Linked DNA regions of Zea mays: regions 1 and 2 are each linked to region 3. Evidence: chromatin contacts called from public Hi-C data. All regions are on one chromosome and are shown on one strand. Each heading gives the region's core, a stretch centred on a gene start, on an enhancer-like site or on the middle of the called end of the contact. The rest is flanking DNA. Distances are from core to core; before and after follow the strand shown.

Region 1 (2,865 bases), core at 326-2,825, 160 kb after region 3:
CCCCATGCCCACAAAATTCCATCCTCTGTGAGTGCCAAATTATGGAATGCACCTACAGCAATGACCCTCACTTTCTCAAGGCCTTGCACGCGTACTGGTGTCGATATTTGCTTGCTGAGAGAAGACACATGATCAACAGTAGATTCAAGAAGAAAATAAAAAAAGATATTTCATCATAAGGCCCCATACATATCACCAGGAGGCCATGGCTGTCCCCATGTCCAAACGTGACCTTCTTGAGTCAAAACCACTGAATGTGTCCCTCCAGCAGCTACCTAGAATTAGCAAATGAATAAGCAAGCCAAAAGCTAACAAACTGAAATCATGAGTACAGCACCCAAAAGTTGCCGCATCATTTCACGACAGGAATAATTCATTTGAGCTATAGACACTACAACTGTCCGGTTCCATCATACAAACTATCTTATATGTGGTTTGTGATCAGACTACTTCCTTAGCAACAAAGCATATGCTAAAGTGACAACATGATCCAAAATTAGTTGGATTCCTTCCAACCAACGCACTGAACCAAAATTGGAAAAAAAAAATCCAAAAACATTTCCACACTACTTGCACAACGCTCGAATCCAATTCCACTCACTTGCCGGACTTTGAGCTTGGGTGCGCACCGCTGTGGGGTCGGGATGTCCCTCCTGAGCGCCCTCGTCCCGTCCTCCTTCCTCTCAGGCTCCTCACCGCACTGCCCGTACTCGTTTCCCCCTGCACAATCCATGCACATTGCATCAAAGCAAGTAAGCAACCAGAAACCAGTCACGGAAAACGCAGGGAAGCGAGTGCCCCTACCCCAGGCGTAGGCGTGCCCATTGTCGTCAACTGCAAGGCAATGCCACCCACCAATCGCCGCCTGAATGAACCAAGGAAACCATAGGCAGAGCCTCTTCCGTCAGCAGCACACGGACATGAACCTCGCAGGGTAAAGCGGAACTGAGGCGCACCTGGACGATCTTCAACCCCGCGAGGGCGTGGACGGGGCCAGGGGAGCTCTCCGTCTTGGTCTTCGGCGGGTGCCCGAGCGTGCCGCGCTGGTTCCACCCCCAAGTGAAGAGCTGCGCACGGCAAGGAACCCCAGCCCAAGCAATCGGGTCAGAACAGAAGCTCTCCAGGAAATGAACAAGCACGATCAACAGGCAACGGGTTGGGGAAGGGGACGCACGCGGCCGTCTTCGCAGATGGCGAGGGAGTTGCGGCTACCGGCTACGACGGCGGTGACGGCGTAGGAACCGAGTGCCTCCACGCAGTGTGCCCAGTCCTTCTCCTCGTTCCCGCCCATGCCAAGCTGCCCGTCCTCCCCGGAACCCCTGTACAAAACGAGAACCAGAGCAATCAGTGGCCCGCCGCGACGCGAGAAACGGAGTTGCCCGCCGCGCCCCTCGCGCACGAGAGAGAACGCGCGAGAGTGAGCGCACCACGCGAGGACCGCGGTGGCGCGGGGCGGGGCAGCCATGGCGGTGGCGGCGCTCGGTGTCGGCGCTCGGTGTCGGCGGGAGCCAAGGAACACGGGGCAGCAAGCAGCCGACGCACGCGGTGTGGCGCCGCGGTGGATGTGGGTTTTCGTGCGCGCAAGACAAGCGCCCCGCGTGCGTGGCTTTTGTGGCTATGATTTGGGCTCTCTCTTCTGCCGCGGGCCCGCGGCCGTGTCATCTGCTGCAGGAAAAGGATGGCAGAGGCAGGGGCAGCGGGCAGCCCTATCTTTCTGGGCGTCTGTCCGGTCCGTGCGGCGTGAGCGTGACCTGTGGTCATGGGTTTTTGTGCTCGGCGCAATACTAGTAGGGTTTTTCTTTTAACTTTTCGTGGCATCCTGGTGGTTCCATCGTTCCGCCCACGTCTCGATGAGTCACGCAAGTGATCTGCAAAGATTCTTGTCAGGCGTGTTCAGCCCTCGTCTAGCGTCACATACACCGTATGATTGGATGGGTGCTTGTGCGCAGCCTGGCTCACATACGCGTTTGACATCCTAAATACAATGAATTAAATATGTGCTGACTCATAGTCAATTCATGTGAAGAATCTGGGTCTCCTAATGCAGACAACCAAACATATAGATAGTGAACTTATCATGATAGACTCTTTAAACTATATAAAAATTTTATGATATATATAAATATATATATACGCTAATTTTATTTGTAAAATAAAAACAAATACATTGATATATTTAATTTAACATGTCAAATAATTATCGAGAAATAAAGTTGACCAAAATAATAATATATTTGTATCTTGGAGCTATTATGATTACCATAACGAAGAACAAAACTTAATCACATTCATTGCTTCTCATAAAAAAGATACTTTTTCGAGCATTTCTTGATGCAAAATCATTATTGGAATCAATAGTGTCCAAGATATCCTTCTCAATACAGTACATAGCCAAGCCATTCAACCTTTACAGTGATATAGCTGATCTCAGATAGTCCTTCAACAACTTCAATTTTGAGAAATTTCTTTCAGCCAAACATACAGTCACAGGTACGTTTAAGAGAATTCGATAGGCAATTGTAACATTTGGATAGCAATCTGCATCCATAACAAACTTTAGAACCTTAGGCGCTAGCATCGAAGAATTTGGGGGGCCGCCTGTCAGGGGGAGGGCGGACATGCGGGCGCACGCGCGCGCGAGGCTTAGATGGGCCGAGCTGGGCTGGTTGGGCCAAATTGGTTTTTCCCTTTTTCCTGGAATTTCTAATGGCTTTTCTATTTATTTTCTCTAGGGTTTCCAAATCAAATTCAAACCAAATGCAAATTCAAACCCTTTCAAACATGTGCATCAAACAAAAGAATAATTTAGGCTCAACATAATGCAACATTTCATGACTCACATTGTTTTAACAAAATAAATACTTA
Region 2 (2,808 bases), core at 258-2,757, 200 kb before region 3:
GCACCAAATTCAACAGGATACTGAGTTTTGCTTCCGTCACCACTGTCAGTGACGCTACCATTTATCTGTTGCGGCGAACCATCAGATCCTAAACTTGCCTTTGTACCATATCCAGGAGAATCCGGGCTGAAACGGCCATTCTTCCTGGATATTGGTGAGCTGTCGTTCTGCTTCACCATCCAAGTCGGGCTCTCCAAGGGGCTTGGGGTCAGGGAGCGGTTGATATCATTAGGGGTACTAACACTAACAGATTCTGTATCTGAGAAGTCATGTAAGAAGTCATTCCCATGGGTGAAAAACTGAACCCCGGGCTCATCATCATCCTCATCATCTGCTCGCCTGCATTTGTACAAACCAAATCAATAAAAACTCAGCTCAATAGTTAATTAAATGTAAAAATAAAATGAAAAGCCCAAACTTCCATTAGAATTACTTGCTCCCGCAACCACTTAATTGCCAGTCACAAGTTTTCATTCTGTCTTCTTCAAGACCAAGTTCTACCTCAAATTTTAAAAAAGGCAGAGACTTTTAGCGAACTTATTATTAATTGCTAGATCGTAGCAGGTGGCACCACGCAAGCATAATCAATCCGTTCACTTCAGATCGAAAAAAAACAGCACCTTTCCCTTTTCCTCCACAGCAAGTCAAAATGGAAACTTGAAACGTAAGTACTGTATGTACAACTTTTCCAAAGCCACGGAAACGGAGTAGCACACAGTACCTGACAGCGCGGCAGCGGAGCAGCTCCGGCGAGGATATCTGCCGGCGCAGGGCGATGGCGCGCCTGCCTCCGGATCTCGTCGCCGCGGGCGGGGGCGAGTTCTCTGGGGAGGGCCCCCCGCTGCGCGACCTCGGCGTGGCGGGCAGCCGGCCGTCTGCGGCTTCAGCCGGCGTGGCGCCGGCGACGAAGGATCTGACCTTCTGCAGAGCGCCCAGCACCGAGAAGTCCACAACTCCCATCTCTCCGGCGCGATCGCGAGAACACGGTCCAAAAATCACGAAAGAAAAAAGCTAGAAAATAACAAGGCAAAAAATCACGCCTTTGAGGCTAAAACTCCTCTCCGGCGACGAGACAGCGGCGGCGAAGCGTCGGGATCGATTCTCCGCTTCAACCTCCGGTACGGTGTGTATGTCTGTCTGTCTGTGTATGTACAGGCTGCGGCTAGTTAGCGGCGGGAGGCATTTGGGGGTTAGCCAATGCCGGACTGGCCGAGGGGCATAGGTCGGCGGCTCCTCGCCGGTGGGCCGTCGCCGCGCAGTACGGCGGCACTACACGTCGGATCGCGGGTTCACAGAGTTGAAGGAGGTGAGCATGGGCGACGGAGACGAAATGGCCCGTGGAAGGAAGCGGCGGTGAGCGAGCGAAGAGCGGCGTCTGCGAAAGTAATGGCGGGCGGATTAGAGGGGAGGAGGGGTGGGGCGGAGGTTTTAATTGTCGAGAATGCGGGATGCCGGTGATGGAGGAGCAGTATCTTTCGGACAAAAACAATGGGCACGCAATGGGAATGGGCTATATTAGTAATTTAATTTATTTAATAAATACTGTATGGATATGAGGCTGTATGCCTAGTAGTAGTATACAAATTTATACGGGGTGAGTAAATGCCTAAAGATTTTGTTTTGCTGCTAATTGATGAATTATAAAGTTAGAAGATATATATGCATTAATGAGTAAAAAGGAACCCAATGATATGAATGTATCCTTCTTTTTTTATTTTACGTACTTGCTAGGGATGTTCGCATCCAAAAACCAAGACTTTAGTTCTATATCACATCGAATGTTTAAATGCTAGTTAGAAGTATTAAATAGTTTTATTATAAAACTAATTACAGATGAAAGATGAAAACTAAACGACGAGACAAACATATGAAAGTTTATTAGTCCATGGTTTACACATATAATGCTACAATAAACATTTAGTAATCATAGATTGATTAGGCTTAATAAATTGTACTAAAGTTTAGCCTTTATCTATATAATTAATTTTATAATTATACTATATTTAATATTAAAATTTGGTATTTAAATATATCCAATGTGATATAGACTAAACTTTAGTCAGGGAAACCAAACACCTTTAGTCTCTTTGTCCACAATAGGTAGATCATCTTAGCATTTATACAAATAATAAACTATTGTGTATGACACAGGTCTCTTTAGAGTAAAGTCATGCTTGGATCACAATTGAATTATTATTATAATCTATATTTTACTCTCTTGGTCTTGTAATATAATGCATTCTAAAATTTTAGAGATAACTTAAGAAAATATCCAAATACTTTATGTACCCATGTATTAAACCCAAGTAAAATGTTTCTCCTTAAATCATGGTTTTCTTTTTAAAACATATCTAAAATTAAGTATGTGCAACATAATGGATACCTTTTTCAGTAAGTTTTCAGAAATCATAGTGCACTTTACATTTTAGAATGGAGTGAATGCATATAAAATTATTATGATATAGATTACGAACTATAATATTATATTCATGTATTGTTATGGCGGATTATCCTTAACCAACTATATATAGTAATAATCACAAAGACAGATCCAAAGGTGGATTCTGGAATTATTATAAATGATGTTTTGATTATAATAATCCACCTGGTAATCTAGTCTATTTAGGTCATAATTAGATATTATAAATGATGTTATAATCCTAGGGGATCAAAAAGACCATAAATTACTTAGATATTTCTGCAGAAGAATTGTGCCAAGATTTTCTCGCGAGCATGGCAGTACTACATGGTTGCTAACCAAAATCTGTGGTGTACCATACAAGACCAATAAATCAAAAAGGGCAGAAG
Region 3 (2,858 bases), core at 76-2,575:
TGGTGGTATGGATACATGCTGCATAGTACTCCTACTACTGGAGTAGTGGTATTTGTTTGATACATAAATTACAGGACAGGAGGAGGGTGTGTGTTGTACTCTCCTGGATCGGAGTCGGAGTGCTACGTGGCAGCACCAGACAGGCAGGGAGACAGTTAAGTACTCCAAATTTTTAATTTAATTAATTAGCCTGACATGCCAGCTCTTTTCCACTGACATACTGCCTTGTTATTTCGGGCGGTCGGTTTCTCTTCCACGCCACGCGTGCCCAATTCACTGGTTCTCTCGTGCATGCATGTCTGACTATATACTAATTGGATGGATCCTAATCTATATCGATCTCCCAGACATTTTTACGTCCTCTGTTAAAGCAGCGAAAATCAAGTCGGTATATTCTTATGAGTAGGAAAGGCATTATTGCAGTGGACGGACGGACAACGCACCTCTTTCTTGCCGGTTGTTGCCGCCGCGGGCTTGTTGCTACCGCCGGAGCCATCATCTTTGCGCGAGCTGGACGTCGAGGTGACGCTGACGACCGCCGGGGGCACGGGCACGGCGAGGGGCGTGGCGGGCGCGGACCGGTGGCGGCGCTGCTGGTCGCGGGCGACGCAGAGCTGCATGATCCTCTCGGCGGCGTCGGCGGCGTCGCGGCTGTCGTCGACGAGGCGCTGGACGTCGGCCTTGGGGAGGCGCACGCGCAGGCGCAGGGCGCCGCCGTCGCCGACGGACGACGACGCCGCCACGTCGGACGCCGACCGCCGCGCCAGCATCAGGCTCTCCAGCCGCTCCCCGGCCCCGGCCACGGCGCCGTAGTGGAGCGCGCCGGACCACGTGCGCTGCGGCGCCCGGGCCCGGCGATGGTGGTGGGCGGCCGACGACGGCGGAGGCAGCTCCACCAGGAAGTAGAGCTTCCCGGGCTTGAGCGGCGCGTCCGGGTCCAGCGGCCGCGCGCGCAGGCCCAGTCGCCGCACCTCCTCCGACTCCAGCAGGTGGTTGCCCTTGCCCGGGTGCTCGCGCAGCGCGTCCCCGGCCGCCGCGGGGGCGCGGTACTTGTACGTGGTGCCGTCCACCGTCATCACCCTCGCCCTCCGCCGCTTCCCGCCCATGGAGTTGCCCATATGGTGATTGTTGTCGGTCCCCGCACTGCACTGCACGTAGACGTAGCGATCGAGCGAGATTGGTTTGGCGTTGGCGAACGTCTCTGTGAGGCGAGGAGGCAGCGCGGAGAGAGATATAAAGACCGCATGCATGTGAATATGTGACGACTGGACGGATATATGAGCTGAGCAAGTCAATCCTGACAGCCCGATTATTCTAATCTCCGTTTTCGAATATTTATAAGTTTCGAATTAAAACACGATAAATAAAAATAAATAGGGAGTAGTGTATATAGCGATGGGTGCGGTTGGGTAAACGTGGCATGTTCCAACGTGGGGGGATTGCGAATTATTGCGTTCGCGATCGATAAACATGCAGTGGGGACAAGCTAGACAAACAGTGTCCGGGGCGGAAATTTTTTTGCAAGGCCATGTGAGGGTCGGAGGGCGATCTTTTGTCGGCCATACGCATGTGACCTTTTCTAGAGCGGGCAGGCAGGTTGGCGTCTACAGGCCGACACGGATGGATGGATGATGGAAGCAGAGGGAAAGAATCGCGCGCCGGGGTGAGCGATCAGAGTTCGTTGGCTGCTGCTGTGCTCGCGCGCGCGCGTTCGGCCAAAACGGCGAGCCATCCGTAGATCCTAATTGTGACCGGTTGGATTGGTTGGTCATGGATTGATCGGTCCGATTTGTATTGATCGTGCGTCTACTTTTTTATTGTGATGCTTACATCGACTATGTGCGCTTCACTAAAAAAAAATTATTGTGCTGCGTCATAAAAATGAATAATTTATAAAAAAAATTTAGTTGTACGGTGATTACGTTTTACATTGTTAATCTTGTTCAACAATAACATGCCACATTTTCCAACAGTCCAATGCTTGCTATTATTGCCTAGTACGCTTCAGCTTAAGAGAATAGAGCTTAATCGGTACGGTACACATTCACACAGTCCAATATATGCTTGCTATTCGTACATTGTTTAACGGTGCGCGCATGCATGTGAAAGTCAGCAAGTTCGAAGGGTGCGTGCAACAACTAGAACTAGGTACTAGTATCAAGCTGTACATATGATCATATCAAGTCCTATAGCGCTGACTAATCAGATCTCAACTACTACAGTGCACATCTAGCGACGCCAAATCTAGAAACCGACACGCTGGCGGCATGTCCATGCATATTGCACCGATCGACTCGACGAGTCACAGCTGACGTACGTGTAACATCATACGTACAGGGGATCAATTGGCCAAGTGGACGACGACGTCTGGACCCTACCCATCCGTCCGTATTTAATACTGTATGTGTGTAGGTGCCGGCTGCCGATAAATGTGATCTTGCAGCCTTTAACTCTCTCCACCCAACAGTGCTATACTTTGATCATGTTTAATAATACAGTTTGTACTAGTTTGGGAGCTTTATTTTTCCAAAAGTTTTCTATTTTCCCTTGGAAAAATGAAAATACCTTAGGAAAATGGGGTTTAGGGTTTAGGGTTAAGGATCTGTCACCGTCACGGCGCCAAGTGACGGTGACGGATCCTTTGCCGAGTACCTTCTGTGGCACTCGGCAAAGAGGCCAATTTTGCCGAGTGTTTGATCGAGAGGCACTCGGCAAAGATTGGTCAAGTGGGCCCCACCGCCAGTCCCTGTGCCGAGAGCTCTAGTAGGCACTCGGCAAAGGATGCTTCTTTGCCGAGTGTCTGGTGGACTGGCACTCGGCAAAGAACCCTCCAGTGGGCCCCTTCGCCAGTATCTTTG

What was found. A called contact is a pair of places that touch in the nucleus more often than the background predicts.
Region 1: a Hi-C map of tassel shows a contact between it and region 3, with 2.2 times the contacts expected there. The contact joins the promoter of LOC100273996 here to the promoter of LOC103643292 in region 3. A contact is called at or near these places in 3 of 25 Hi-C or Micro-C datasets (bundle sheath, ear and tassel).
Region 2: a Hi-C map of tassel shows a contact between it and region 3, with 5 times the contacts expected there. The contact joins the promoter of LOC103643294 here to the promoter of LOC103643292 in region 3. A contact is called at or near these places in 5 of 25 Hi-C or Micro-C datasets (ear, endosperm, leaf and 1 more).

What each region holds. Positions count from the first base shown.
Region 1 is chr1:219,725,906-219,728,770 of Zm-B73-REFERENCE-NAM-5.0, reverse strand. LOC100273996 reads right to left here and starts at 1,575. Exons shown (of 11, transcript NM_001148382.1): 1 at 1,428-1,575; 2 at 1,175-1,319; 3 at 957-1,067; 4 at 805-865; 5 at 602-720; 6 at 190-275; 7 at 1-114. The coding sequence starts at 1,465.
Region 2 is chr1:220,083,969-220,086,776 of Zm-B73-REFERENCE-NAM-5.0, reverse strand. LOC103643294 (putative 1-phosphatidylinositol-3-phosphate 5-kinase FAB1C) reads right to left here and starts at 1,507. Exons shown (of 11, transcript XM_008666449.3): 1 at 722-1,507; 2 at 1-339. The coding sequence starts at 960.
Region 3 is chr1:219,882,400-219,885,257 of Zm-B73-REFERENCE-NAM-5.0, reverse strand. LOC103643292 reads right to left here and starts at 1,325. Exons shown (of 2, transcript XM_008666447.3): 1 at 444-1,325. The coding sequence starts at 1,250.